2 separate regions of the Gossypium hirsutum genome follow, and region 1 is linked to region 2. A link is a contact called in public Hi-C data. All regions are on one chromosome and are shown on one strand. Each heading gives the region's core, a stretch centred on a gene start, on an enhancer-like site or on the middle of the called end of the contact. The rest is flanking DNA. Distances are from core to core; before and after follow the strand shown. Region 1 holds the start of LOC107913282 (cyclin-D5-1). Region 2 holds the start of LOC107913280 (formin-like protein 6).

Region 1 (7,133 bases), core at 3,091-5,590, 130 kb before region 2:
GGTCGGTCGGTGTTTACCCACTGTAATACAACTACTATATATGTTAAGTTGTTAACAGTTGAATCCACGTTTGAGGAGATTAAGGAAAATATACAAAAAATGAGAATATGGTAAGTTAAAAGTGAAGAAGGGAAGGAGGGTTACAACGAAAAGGAAAGTTGGTGATGAGATTTGCGGTTTTGAAGGCGCCAAAATTAGCGGATTAGATAAATAGAGAGGCCGCTATTCAGCATTTACTTGCAGACGTGCACTGTGCAAATTAGAATCAAGATTCAAGATTGCAGGAAAGTAAAAAAAGTAGGGTAGACTCATTAATCTCTTCTATATTATAAAATCCTTCCATGTTTTGGGTGATTCTACCATATTTTGTGGGTGAAAATTTAGTTTTTGGGGGAGATTGTAGTAAAGTTGTAAAATTTTGTATATATATTGTGGGTTAATTAGTCAGGCCGAAAAAATAACACAAAATTACTTTAAGTTCATATTATATATATTTTAGTTAAATGTCACTCCACGTCCTCAAAGTATGATTAGATGTTAAATTAATCACTGGATTTAAAGTATGAGTTAGGTACTTTTATCTTTATCTTGAGAGTTCTATAACAACTTAAATCTTACATGGGAGCATATTTAAGCTCTACCTATTGCATTAACAACTTAATCTAATGTATTAAAATAAAATGAAATAAATGACAGATTTAAATTGCTATTTAATATCAATTAAAATGTTTTTTAATTTAAAATATAAGAGATAATTCTTACTTCTTTTTATACAAGATAGTTCATAGTTGTAGTATTGGTAATGTTTTCATTTTTATTATTATTTTGGATTAAACCTACCGAAGGTATTTATGTTGTTGCAAAATTATTCCTTGTACTTTAATTTCAAACAATAAGTTATAATATTTAGGGATAAATTTTAAAACTATACATTAATTATAGTTTAATGTATATTTGTATACATAAATTTTAATTTTGTGTAAATTTATACATGAAATTTTAATTTGATTTAATTCTTGTAAATTATTAACACAATTATTGATATAACATCATTTTATGTTTATGTACTGCATACATAAATAATTATATTTATCTAATATAAAAATAAATTAATGTATTTATTTCTTTAAATGTGTATACTTAAATCAAAATTAAAAGTTTTAAGTATACATCTGAACCACAATTAGAGTTTCACGTATATAATTGCACCAAATCAAAATTCATATATAATTTTAAGATTTACCCCTAATTTTTATAATGATATAATAAGTTTAGTGTAATTTGATAACACCATCCAATTTTTTTTTTTTGAAAATAACAACATCGAAATTTATAGTTAATTACACTAAACACTTATAAAAAGAATTTATCTCCCAAACATTTATAGTTTATCAATTTGATAAAGTACATATTTTTTTAAAAAATCATTTAAAATTTAAAAAAACCCTAAAAACTTAAAACTTTTCAAAACAATGAAAAATTAAAAAAAAAGTGTTTTTACTAAGTTTTGTCTAAATTGTAAGTTATTCGTTCAATACATATTACATCAGGCATATTGTGACAAAAATTGTAATTGAGCAATTAAAATTTTAGAACAGATGTTAGATGATGATGTGATATTTCATGTGGTTGCCTATGTCACTATTTTATTTTATATGTCGCATTAACAATTTAAAATTAAAAAAAATAAAAAATCAGAAGTTATTCTATTTCCAATAAAAATATTAAAATTTATAATAAAACTATTTAAAATTAAAAAATCTAAAAATTCAAAAGATATAAAAAGTTGCATTAGAAAAATGAGCTTCACAAAGTCGGAGAGAGTGTAGCATGTGTATGATGAATATATTACTCATTGTTTCTCATTATTAAATTTTGAAAAAAACTTAAAAAAGATAAGTAATAGGGTTTATATATATATATATATATAATGCATCCAGATTTAAGTTGAATCGTCTCAAAGTTTGTATTATTATCAAAAAAAGTTTTTACTACTATTTTATATATTTCATAATTTATGTTTAAATAAAATTAAGGCAGTCCCAACTTCTCTATCACATTTTTTTTTGGGGGGGACAAAGAAATCTGCATTATTTTGGTAATAGCTGTAAACGAGTAAAAATAGTGGTAGCTCCATATACAAGTTAACAAAATTAATAGAATTACCTACCCTCCTCACACATGTCTCTTTAATTTATTTTTCTATAAATAAGGGTAAAGTCGACCACTCTTTTTTGGTTAAAATTTTATCATATATATTGTGTTTTATTAATTTATAGAAGAGGTTAAAAAAAATACAATAATTTAAGAGGATTAATAATAATTAAAATTTATGGAGGGATCCATACCCCGATATGAATCCTTTTAATATTTGATTCTTGTGGCATTAAAAATCTTGAATATATCAAGTTGATAGACAGGAAATTGCTTTTAAGACCATCTAAAACAAATTATGTGCAAGCAAAAGGTAGGAGAGAAGAATCCATCTTTAATTTTGCCCAAAAGAAAATAAAAATATACAAGATGTTTCTGGCTTATTACACATTTGGATTACTTTACCATAAATTCAATGCTATTTTAATTAGAATGTGAATTAAAGCCAATTCTTTTTAGGGCTCCTGCAATGCATGCAGTGATATAAATTAAGAAAAATGGATTTAGATTACAAAATCCCAAAAACTCAGATAATCATATTAATCACTTCTTAATGATCAGAGGGTCTGACAAAATAATATTAATTTTACCAAAAAAGATATACAGTGATCATTGTTGCATTAGAGAATATGTTCTTTCAATTTTTTTTGTCTGTTTTCTTTCATTTATATATTTCCAATAAACAGTATCAATTAATTGGTAGTATTTTTAATTAGTTTTTCACAAATTGTGATGCACATGCATGTTTCATTTGTTATCAACCTTGGAAATCATTAATATTATATAAATGTGTGTGTGAATTTGGGATATATGAACACAAGCTGTAAAGTTTTGTTATAGATATAAATCAAACCAAGCTAAAACTCCCTATTCAATATGGTCCAAAAATTATGAATATTAATGTTTTTCACCAACAAATAATGTAATCAATATGTACATATATAATTCTTCATTTATTTAGTTAGGAAAAAGGGGTCATATCTAACACAAGTAGCATGCTCTATATACTTTAATTTCTTGCTCTTTTCATTGTTTTGGTAACGAATTAGGTAAAAGTATCACAGAATCCTTGTATTAGGAGTTAGATTACATTTTATTTATTATTTAAAAAATGAGCAAAATGGTCCATATACATTAGATCAAAGAGTAAATTGATAATTTCTATTAAAAAACTTACCCATTTCTACTATTAAAAACTAGCATGACTAATAGAATACCCAAAAAGTTACATGTGATACCATGTGTACCTCATTTTGATGTACAGGTATCAATTCTTAATAGTAGAAATAGATGAAAATTTTATAGAAACAACGGTTTGCTATTTAAGCTAACGCATGTGAGCTAATTTATCTATTTTTTTAGTAGAAGAAGCAAAATGCAATCCAACTTCTAGTACAATGAATTCCATAATACTTTTACCCATGCAATTATATTTTGAGCTCAATAATTAGTGCACAATCTTTTATTTAGTATATATAAAACAAAACAAAATTCAAATGATAGTGTAAAGTATCCAAACATTTGATTAAATTATTAATGTAATTTATCTATTAAAAAGAAGAACAAGATGCAATCCTTTCCTGGAACAAAAAAAGGGGTTTCATAAGTCTATAAATAAGTGAAGAAATCATCGTGGAGAGGGAGGTTACATTAATTTGTAAAATAGAATGGAATGTGAAAGCTATGTTGTTATATATGTGTAAATATTATAGGTCCCATATGTTGGTTAAAATAAGGAAGATTTAGGGGTAAGCTAAAGCAAGAAAAAGAAAAGGGAATTTGATAAACACGGGTGATGATAATGGGAGGCCAGGGTGAGGAGCGTCTTCACGTGCCAAAGGCTGGACCATCCTCAGCCCACTCTGGTTTTTAATTTTATTAGTAGTATCATGGAAAGAAGACGCTCCCCTGCTTTAGCCTTTGGCCCTTTGCCAACTGCCAACCATCTCTTACTTATTTTCATAATTTCATATTATTAGTGTTGTTGTTGCTGCTGCCATGAATGAATATAGTTTTATAATATGTTTCTTTACAGTGTTTCAACCATCTCTTACTTATATCTTCGTAATTTAACTCCACTTTTATTTTTTTACAGTCGGCTTGATGTTTGGGTTCATCTATCTGGGTCAGCTCAATTGAGCCTGAATGGAAACCTCAACTAATCATCTAAGCCCAGAACCATGTGGCTCATTGTTCCAACGATCTATATGGCCCAGGCAGATGTAGTCATCTATGATAGTTGACTTTCTCTATGATTTACCAGTTCCAATTATCAACCCATTGCAGCAAGGGCCCTCTTTGTTTCTCCCTTTTGAAAATATCTTCTCACAGTACTCAGACACAAGCTTCAACCATCGTCAAGTACAAATCTTAATTCGATTAATATTGATATTGTTGTCAAAGTAGGAGAACATAAATTTGAGTGTGCTGAAGTAAATTTTTCCTCTTATTTACGAGTTGTAAATGATTATGAATAGTTTTAAGCATCGTATAAAAAAAAACAAGTTTGGAACCATATATAACTCTTCAATGTCAACCTCCAATTTATGTCGTGCAACTATTCAACATTGCCCATAATTTTGTAAACAATCATGCCTTGTATATCAAGGTTCAAGATCCAATCAAATTCATTCTCTTCTTCCATCCAATAATTTGATTGTTTCAAAAATTCTACAATAAAGAATTCTCTTTTTCTTTGGGTTTATAAATTTTGATATCGGATTTTACATCGAATCGAGATAAATTCATAATTTTTTTGCATATAATAAATTAATTTTGAAATTTTGGATACAATTATAAAATTTAAATTTTTAGTATTTTTATGAATTACGGACTTATTTAAATTTTTAGTTTAATTTCGAGGTCAAATTAAATTTCGACTTTGTTTTAAGGATTAAATTAAATTATTAATGTTTAATGGGAGACTAATCTTGTAATTAACCCTTAGTTAAGAAAAAAAAAGAAGGCGTGTGTTTTGTTTTATTATTTAGTTTAATTAGATTAAGATATTTATTAGAGCTTACTAATATTTTTGTGATATATTATTAAAATTATTGGGTAATTAGAAGTAGAAGTTCTTAAACCCTAATTTTTCTTTATTATTATTAATTTCTCTCTTTGCCGCAAAGCAAAAATACTCTTTCACTGTTGCTTGGTGTTGCTATGGCAACCAATATAACAATTTCTACTGCGGGGCTTTTGATTATTGCATTATGATCTTTTTGTTATTATTATTTGAATAAGTTGGTAGTTTTTAGGAATAATACTATCTTAGCTTCAACTAGAAAATTTCAAGGAGTAGGATCAAACTTTTATGTATTTAAGCTTTGCAATTGCTTTAATAAAATAGTGCACTCATTTTATCTCCATCCAAAAATCTATATGGTGTCAAAGCATCTAAAGCTTTCAAGAGATCCTATTTTTCCCCCCTCCTCCCTTTTTCCTTTTTGTCCCAGGCACAAATAGCAACCAATATCCCTCCTAGCTCCCTCTGGAAACAACACCTTGCGGATCCATCAAATAAAACAACCACAACCACTGTAATCCAATTTAATACGGTTCACCGACTTCCGATTAAACTATAAGGAAATCTAAATTTTGCCACTTGGAAGTCGCAATTTGTAATGTTTCTCAATGGTTATTATTTTATTGTTGGACAAAACACGTTAGCGAACAAAATATATAAATGTAAATAAATAATTATTTATATATAATAATAAATATAATAATTTATATTTAAATTGTCAAATATTTGAACCAATAAAAATCATAATAAAAAGTTGAAATCGAAAAGAAGAATAGAGATTTACTAAACGTTGAGGCCTGTTTAACACAGTTTCCTTAAAGACAGATTCGGCTGCTCCTACAATATTTGGAGAAACGTTGGTCGAATGTCTCCTAGGATACAACAACACAATGATGAAAGTCGTAGAACCTCTGCAGCGATCAACGAACAAATGTTGCCTTTTTCTATCACCGGAACATTGGAAAATATGGAGAGGAACAGAAGAATTTTGAGAGCAAAATAAATTCGATGTGAGAGAGTATGAATATAGAAAAAAAATCTACAGAATTCATAGCCTTTTATAGGCATTTAGTATGATGGAATTTTAGAAATTTCCACAAAATTTGCCATTAAAGGACCCAATAAATCAACTTGATTAAAATTAAATCAAATTGAATGGAATCAAATAAAATAAGATAAATGTCTTTTTATAACAGATTATGTATGTGTCTGCTGAGGAAAAAATAAAATATTCACAATAGGCCCAACCGGTCCGAACATTTCACGTTGCCCACGTCATACAGGTGCGGCCCAACCCTAACGGGTTTGGACCTATACCTTTCCTGCGCGCGAGGCAAGATTCCAAGCTTAGTAATTCAATCACTCTTTAAGAAGGTTCCCATATATATACACTTTTCACATTTGGTATTTAACTAATGTGGGATCTAAGCTTTTACTTTTTCTCAACAAATATTTCCAAGTAGCTTACTTTGAGAATCAATTTCTCATTCATCACTCAACCATTTTGAGCATATGATATACCGTTGTAAAGGTCTTATAGAATAGAATATGAAACCATAATTTTATGATTCAACTCTTCACCTTTACATATTGAGAATATGCCTCAAAGTTCCCATAAAATATAATTTTTCCAACACTTATGACTCACCTTAATGGCATCAAGCCGGCACCATCACCAACTACTCATCAAAATGACTGTGACATACCTAGCCCAGCATATGAAATTTGGTTTTGCCAAGACCAATTTATTCAACAGGTAATGATGGCACTGGTTGATCCAACCATCCACCCAACCGTTGTTGTTGCTTCCATTACCCAAGACGAATGAAACTTGCTTCATACCTCTTATATAAATAAGAGTTACACATGAATCTTTAGCCTGCGAGATCACCTTTAAAGTACAATAAAAGAATCTAGATCTGACGTGATCCTTGCTACGTATTGAAATTACGAG
Region 2 (6,450 bases), core at 444-2,943:
CTTGGGTTTTGCACTATCCATGTCATCCCCGTCTGTCTTCTCTGAAGAACTGACACCTTTGTAACCAACCACCTCTTCCATGGACTTTCTAGCCCCACTCACTGCACTGTTTTTGGGACTTGGGGTCCGAGATTCATGCTTGTTCAACAGTTGGGAAGGTTTTGGAGTCACATTGGTCTTCAAATTCCTTACTGACCTGGGTATTGACAGTTTTACGGCTGCTGGTGGCGGCATAGGGGGTGGTGGCGGTGGCGGAGGTGGAACAGGAACTTTTGTCCTTTGTGGGGATGAATTGTTGCTAATTGATCGAAGTAGCGCCATATTTGGAGGTGGAGGAGGGGAGGAGAATTTTGGCCTTTTTGCGTGGGTAAATTCCTGAGTCTCATGCGGCTCCGGTACTAGACCTTGTGGCTGTTGAAGGGGTAGCGATGGTGGCGACGGAGGATGTGGAGAAGGCGGCTGCTGCTGTTGCTGCTTTATTGAAGGTATAATAACATGCTTCATTTCCGGCGAAGAAGCTAAAATCCTTGTTTTGGGAGAAGTTCTTTTAGAACAAGGAACAGAATTTGTTTTCCCATTCATTTCATTCCTCGACTGAGTCACCAAATTGCCATTAACCCGACGCGAAACCGGAGTATAATAGCTTTCTTCATTGCTGATCGTTGAGCCCTGAGGGGTATAAAAAGCCGTCCCCTGAGACTCTTCATCTGAAGAAGACGAAGATGGAGATGGCATTGCCGTCGGTGAATTCTCAAGTCCTAGAGGTTTAGCCAATGGAGGCAATGGCTGCAATTCGGGGCTCGGCCTATATCGATCCGACCTCCTCACTGAATTCAACTTACCATAAGGCGAACCATTAGCTCCACCATTCACTTCACCCACCGATCTCCTGCTGGGCTCCACGGTTCCAATGTAAAGAAAGCTGGAGGGTGGAACCCTAGAGTCTTCTTGCGACCTATCGGAGTTCCCTCCAACAAGCCTCTTTCGCGTTTCCCCAGGGTGTTTAGCGACCCGGTGACGGTACAAAAAGAAAGCAAGCCCCGATAACATTCCCAAAGTGACAATCCCAACAGAGATGGCAATTGCAACCTTTTTAGCTGGTTTGGCAGGTTGGGTTGCAGTTGGGATTGACATCGAGCCATTAGTAGGCGCAGATGGTGCGGTAGGCTGTTGATTCTGATCTGCGGTCTGCCCTGGTCCTGAAGGAACTTCAGGGAAGAATGGCTGACTTGGGTCTGGATAAACAGGACTATCTGGAGCCGGCGGAGACGGTGACGGTAAAAAAGTGTCAGCGCCTGGAGGCGGAGATGAACCAACCGAAAACAACGGTTGGTGTAGAATTCTTCTATGAAAAATGATAAAATCTTGAATTACAGAAGAAGAAGATGACAAGAACAATGAAAGCAAGAAGAAAAAGAAGGTGAAATGTGGATGAGATCTCAATCTCATTGTGAAAATTTCAGGGTCGAAGATTCATCTCTGAAGGGGGGAAAGAAAGGACTTTGTTTCCCTAACTGTTGGACCCTTTAGCCAAAAATGCATAACACAGCAAACTAAAAGGAGGAAAATTATACTAAAAATATGACTACTGCTGTTTTAGACTGCGGGGGAAGCTTCTTTTTGCCGCTAGATTTGGATGCTACATGAGATCGTCTATAGCCGCATCTTTTCTTTTCTTTTTAATTAATTATTTGGACTGTATTGGAATGACACCTGCTATTTTAGAGGAATAGCAAATCAACTGTGGTAATCGGGGGCTGTTTTCCAGATAAATGGACGATTATGCCCCTATAAATGGTAGGAATTAAAGGACCACGTTTATGTCCTTTTCTGTCCGATTATTTTATGGAATTGTTTCTTCTTTTGTCGTGACCCAGATATATATGCCCACATATTTCATTAATTTATTATCTCTTTTTGCCCTCTTTACTGTGAATCGATAAAAATCACGGTTCAACTATGAACTGTCGACTGAAAAAATTGTTAACATGAGCCGAACCGGACAAATGCCCACCTAAATGTCTCAGTTTTCTACTGGTTTTTTACCTAAATAATATAAAAAAAATATCAAAACGGTATGTTGCAACAATTATGTACCAAAATAATACATTTAGATGGGTAGAGCATGGTGTATAGACAGCATCACCCTCATTCTGACACAATACAATTAAAAAATAATAATAATATTTTAGTAGTGGTGTCAAAGGGATATGCGGCACCACTTTTCCTTTCTGGTATATACGGGTACAAAAATATGAAGGGGGCGTGGTTCCTATTTGATAGATGGCACCAGCGACCCCTATCTGATAGGCGGCATTGGTTGTGCCTATCTGATAGGCGGCACTGGTGGTGTCTATTTGATAGGCGGCACACCCAATATATTCCCCCCCATTCCCTCATCCGGCTCGTATCAGTTTAAAAAAAAATAGCAGAACAAGAGAGGGAGAAGAGAAGAAAGAAAGAAAAGAGAAAAAAAATGTATTATTATTTTTATTGTTATTTTCAAATATAATATATTATGATAATAAAAAATTATTTTGTTAGTATTATATAGTTTGTTTAGTGTTATTTTCATGTTTTGTTTTAAAGTTATTTTGTTTATTGTGATTTGTTAGTAAGTTTTGTGTTTAGATTATTGAGAATGCTATGTTGTAAAATTTTTTAATATATTTGGAAGTTTAACTATTATAAAGTAATTGTTAGTTAGTGATAACAACAGAAAAGAATAGATAAATACTGAAAATATTTTTGTCATAGATATTGTTAGAAATGACAATAAATTTGAAATTGTTAGAAATTAACTCTTTTCATTCATTAAATTTTTTATGTAAGTATTTTTATGTTGTTCGAAATTGTTTTGAGAATTTTTGTTTATTTTTTAACAGATTGAGTATTGAAGATGGTTAATCTATTTTTCGTATGCGTTTATTTCGATGGAATCAACTTGACAACAACTGTTGGATGTATATTTAAATGTTGGCAACAAATAGCAATGAGATTTAATAAAAATGTCTCGTTCAATGATATGAAGGAAATGATTAGCACAAAAATTGTTAGACGTTGTAGGAGAAGGATCTCGAAACATTTCTACAAGTTTCCAGTTTCGACAGATCCTATCAAATTCACCGAAATGGAACTTGTATACAATGAAGACGTGCAGACAATAATCGCTCTTTATTGTGGTAATCGGAGTGACCAAAATGCACTGATTCACTTATTTCCTGAGTTAGCATATGGTGAAGAACATGGAGCTCAAGAACCGTGCATGGTGGCTCCAATATCATACATTGTTAGTGAATCGATAATACGCTGGATCGATATTGATCTTAATGTTGCAGCCAATATTGATGTGGTTGGTGATGATGGATACGATAGTAGTGATCCTTGTGATCAAGAGGTCGATAGTGATAGTGATTCCAATGTGGACGAGGTCCCCGATGATATTGACTACGAAGACATGAATGACAATGGAAACATTAACGCGTTTTCACTCGAGAACCAGATTCGACGTATTGTGATATACAATAATCCTGAACCACACATGTTGCTCATAAACCCCGAAGCAACGCACGTAACCGAGTTCCTAGAGTACCCTGAAATACTACCTGCTCATCGGCTGGCCGTAAATTCTGATTTTGAGGAGTTGTTCGTAGGCTAGAGATTCAAAAGTAAGGAAGAGTGCGTATTTGCTATTAAGCGGTATAGCATGAATATATCAGTGAACTACAAAGTCACAGTGTCTAAATCAACATATATATTAGGGAGTGTTGGAAGTCGGTGGAAGGTTGTAATTGGCGGGTACGATCTACATTTATTCAAAATTCGCAGATGTGGGAGAAACGAAAATTTGTTGGGCCTCACACATGCACATCAACACGTATGACAAAAGATCATCGAAAACTTGATTCCAAAACTATTTGCACGTGTATCATGCCAATGGTGAAGGACATACCGACCATTAAAATTTCGGTACTGATTGTCAAAATGCAGGCACGATTCCAGTATCGAGTATCATACCGAAAGGCATGGATAGCTAAACAGATGACAATGGAGCAATTGTACGGGGATTTCGATGCGTCGTATAATGAGTTATAAGGATGGATAACTGCTACAGCAATTGTTGAAAACACGATATCTTCCAATTTCATTTGCCTTCTCGACTAAATTCTATAGGTTGGCTACCTTGATACCAAGAATGGGTTAGCAACAAGTTAACCAGATAGAGGCGGGACACGTGTTTGTCGAAGATGTCAAGGATGTAATGGTTGTAAATCATCAGATGGTGAGGTCGATGAATGTAGAAGTATATTCACGACGTCTTGAAACGTTTCGAGTTACGGAGACCATCAGTCGTCGACTCGGTATACCACCTAGGTCCTATAGAGTTGATCTCTGAAACAGATGGTGCGATTGTAGGAGGTTCTAAACACTTCATTGTCCATGTACGAATGTCATGGCAACATGTGCTAAAGTCTCGCTCAATGTTGAACAATTTGTAAATGATGTATACACACTCGAGCGTACGTTGCATGTCTGGGAGAATGAGTTCCCCGTCCTACCTGACCTATCTACGTCAGAGGTGCCTCCGATGACTTTTGAGCTTGTCTCAGACAAAAGGGTTGCGTAGGAATCCGAAAGGCCGCCCGCAATCATCCAAAATTCATAATGAAATGGACATTAAGGAGAAATCCGACGGTAAGTGTTGTGGATTATGCAGATTAGCTGATCAAAATCAGAGCAAATTCCTGCAGCGAAACTACCATGTTAGACAATCGTCACGATCGGGTAGGAATTGAGCTTATGTACTCCAATCTACCTAATTAATATTACAAAATTTATTCCAACTTTTAATGTTGTAATGTATTTAATTTATATAATAAAATTTATATTACAAAGTTTGTTACAAGTTTTAGTGTTTTAATGTTGTAATGTTGCAATTAATCTAATTTATGACCACAAAGTTTGTTCCAAGTTTTGATGTTGTAATTAATATAATTAAATAAATACAAAGGTTGTTTTTTTTATTTATATTTTTTAGAATAAAAAAGTACAAATTTTGTAATATTTAAATTGTAAGAAACCCCTAAAATTGATGGTTTGATAGTGTGGTCCTAGGGTTATATTTCTGCGAGGGTATATGTTTACGTTGTGGGTGATTGCAGCGCTCAACATCCTCTTTAGTCGCAGGTAGGGGTGTGCGAAACATGGAAGAAAAATCATATGCCCTAAACGCCGTCGATGAACTTGAGCCGGAAGGAGTGTCATATTACGGTGGATACGACCCAGGAGGAGTGAAGTACTATAGTGGATACGGGCCGAGAGGAGTGCTATACTGCGGTGGATACGACCTAAAGATATCAAACCCAGAATGATATACGTGTCCTGATGAGCTCGGTAAATAGTCATTGACCCGCAACTCTAGATGATAAGAACTATTAGGCTAATGTGTATGCGATCGCTCGAGCTCGGGATCCGGCTGTAGCTAGAGCTCGGGCTTGGGCTCGGCCTCTATATTAGGCACTAGCTTGTATGCCCTAAGTCGATGCATGTGCGGGGGGACTATAGTCGACTGCCTACCAAGTAAATATGGTTTTCCCGTACTAAAGTACCATTGTATGTACTCTAACGATAGTTGCAAATCGGAAGAAATATCCATCTGAGGTCTTCACGTCATTCGATTATCCCATACTGCAATATATTATTGGTGCACAACCCCCCCAATTATTTCTATATTTTCCTCTCTTGTTGATCAAGTGAATCTTTTTCAACTGTATTGGCAGATCTGGGATATACTGGATGCAACCAAACTACCGGAGTACTCGATCCTCGTTATACCAATTGACTGTCTAAAAATTAATAATTGGTGCGTTAATGCACCACAGGTAAGAATGAACGTGGGCAGATGAGAGTATAACATCTGCAATTTTTGGTCTTCGATACGGCATCCAGATAAACTGTACGATTAATAACATGGTTAAAATTTAACACGGTTCGAGTAATATATACAAAGTAATTACATGTCACGAAAATTGGAATAGCTTACCCCTTTCCCGACATGTTGTTCAATCATCATATGATATATCGGGACAGTGTACGACCTCCCGATACCCGGATAAAAACTCCATCTAAAAAAAATACAAGTAAATATAGTATCGTTAGAATAGTACCATTATTAAAAAAGTCAATTAATAACAAGTTAAATTTTATTAGTTGTTCATTAGTGGAAATACGTATGGTTGGTGCCTAACCGATGCCAAGAATGACATCCGATAAAGAGCCCATGACTATAGCAATACAAGGCATCTGCCTATGTCTATGGTATCAGGATTTGTCGTCCAACAAATCTCACGATACAACATAGATAGAACTGTGAAACCCCAACTATACGAGCGAACATTCTGCAAATCAACTAATAGAGGTAAATACATCAAATGAAGCCTATTGTTGTTT

Evidence for each region. Hi-C and Micro-C count contacts between places; a contact is called where the count stands out from the background.
Region 1: a Hi-C map of leaf shows a contact between it and region 2, with 2.0 times the contacts expected there. The contact joins the enhancer-like site here to the promoter of LOC107913280 in region 2. A contact is called at or near these places in 9 of 34 Hi-C or Micro-C datasets (anther, callus, fibers and 1 more).

Annotation. Positions count from the first base shown.
Region 1 is chrD11:28,370,883-28,378,015 of Gossypium_hirsutum_v2.1, reverse strand. It overlaps LOC107913282 (cyclin-D5-1), which reads right to left and starts at 350. Exons shown (of 5, transcript XM_016841823.2): 1 at 1-350. Within about 2 kb of position 4,340, at least 3 of the 9 cell types and tissues checked have an H3K27ac peak or open chromatin away from gene starts, as enhancers often do. A contact at or near this core is called in leaf, where this site is marked.
Region 2 is chrD11:28,241,913-28,248,362 of Gossypium_hirsutum_v2.1, reverse strand. It overlaps LOC107913280 (formin-like protein 6), which reads right to left and starts at 1,693. Exons shown (of 4, transcript XM_016841821.2): 1 at 1-1,693. The coding sequence starts at 1,449.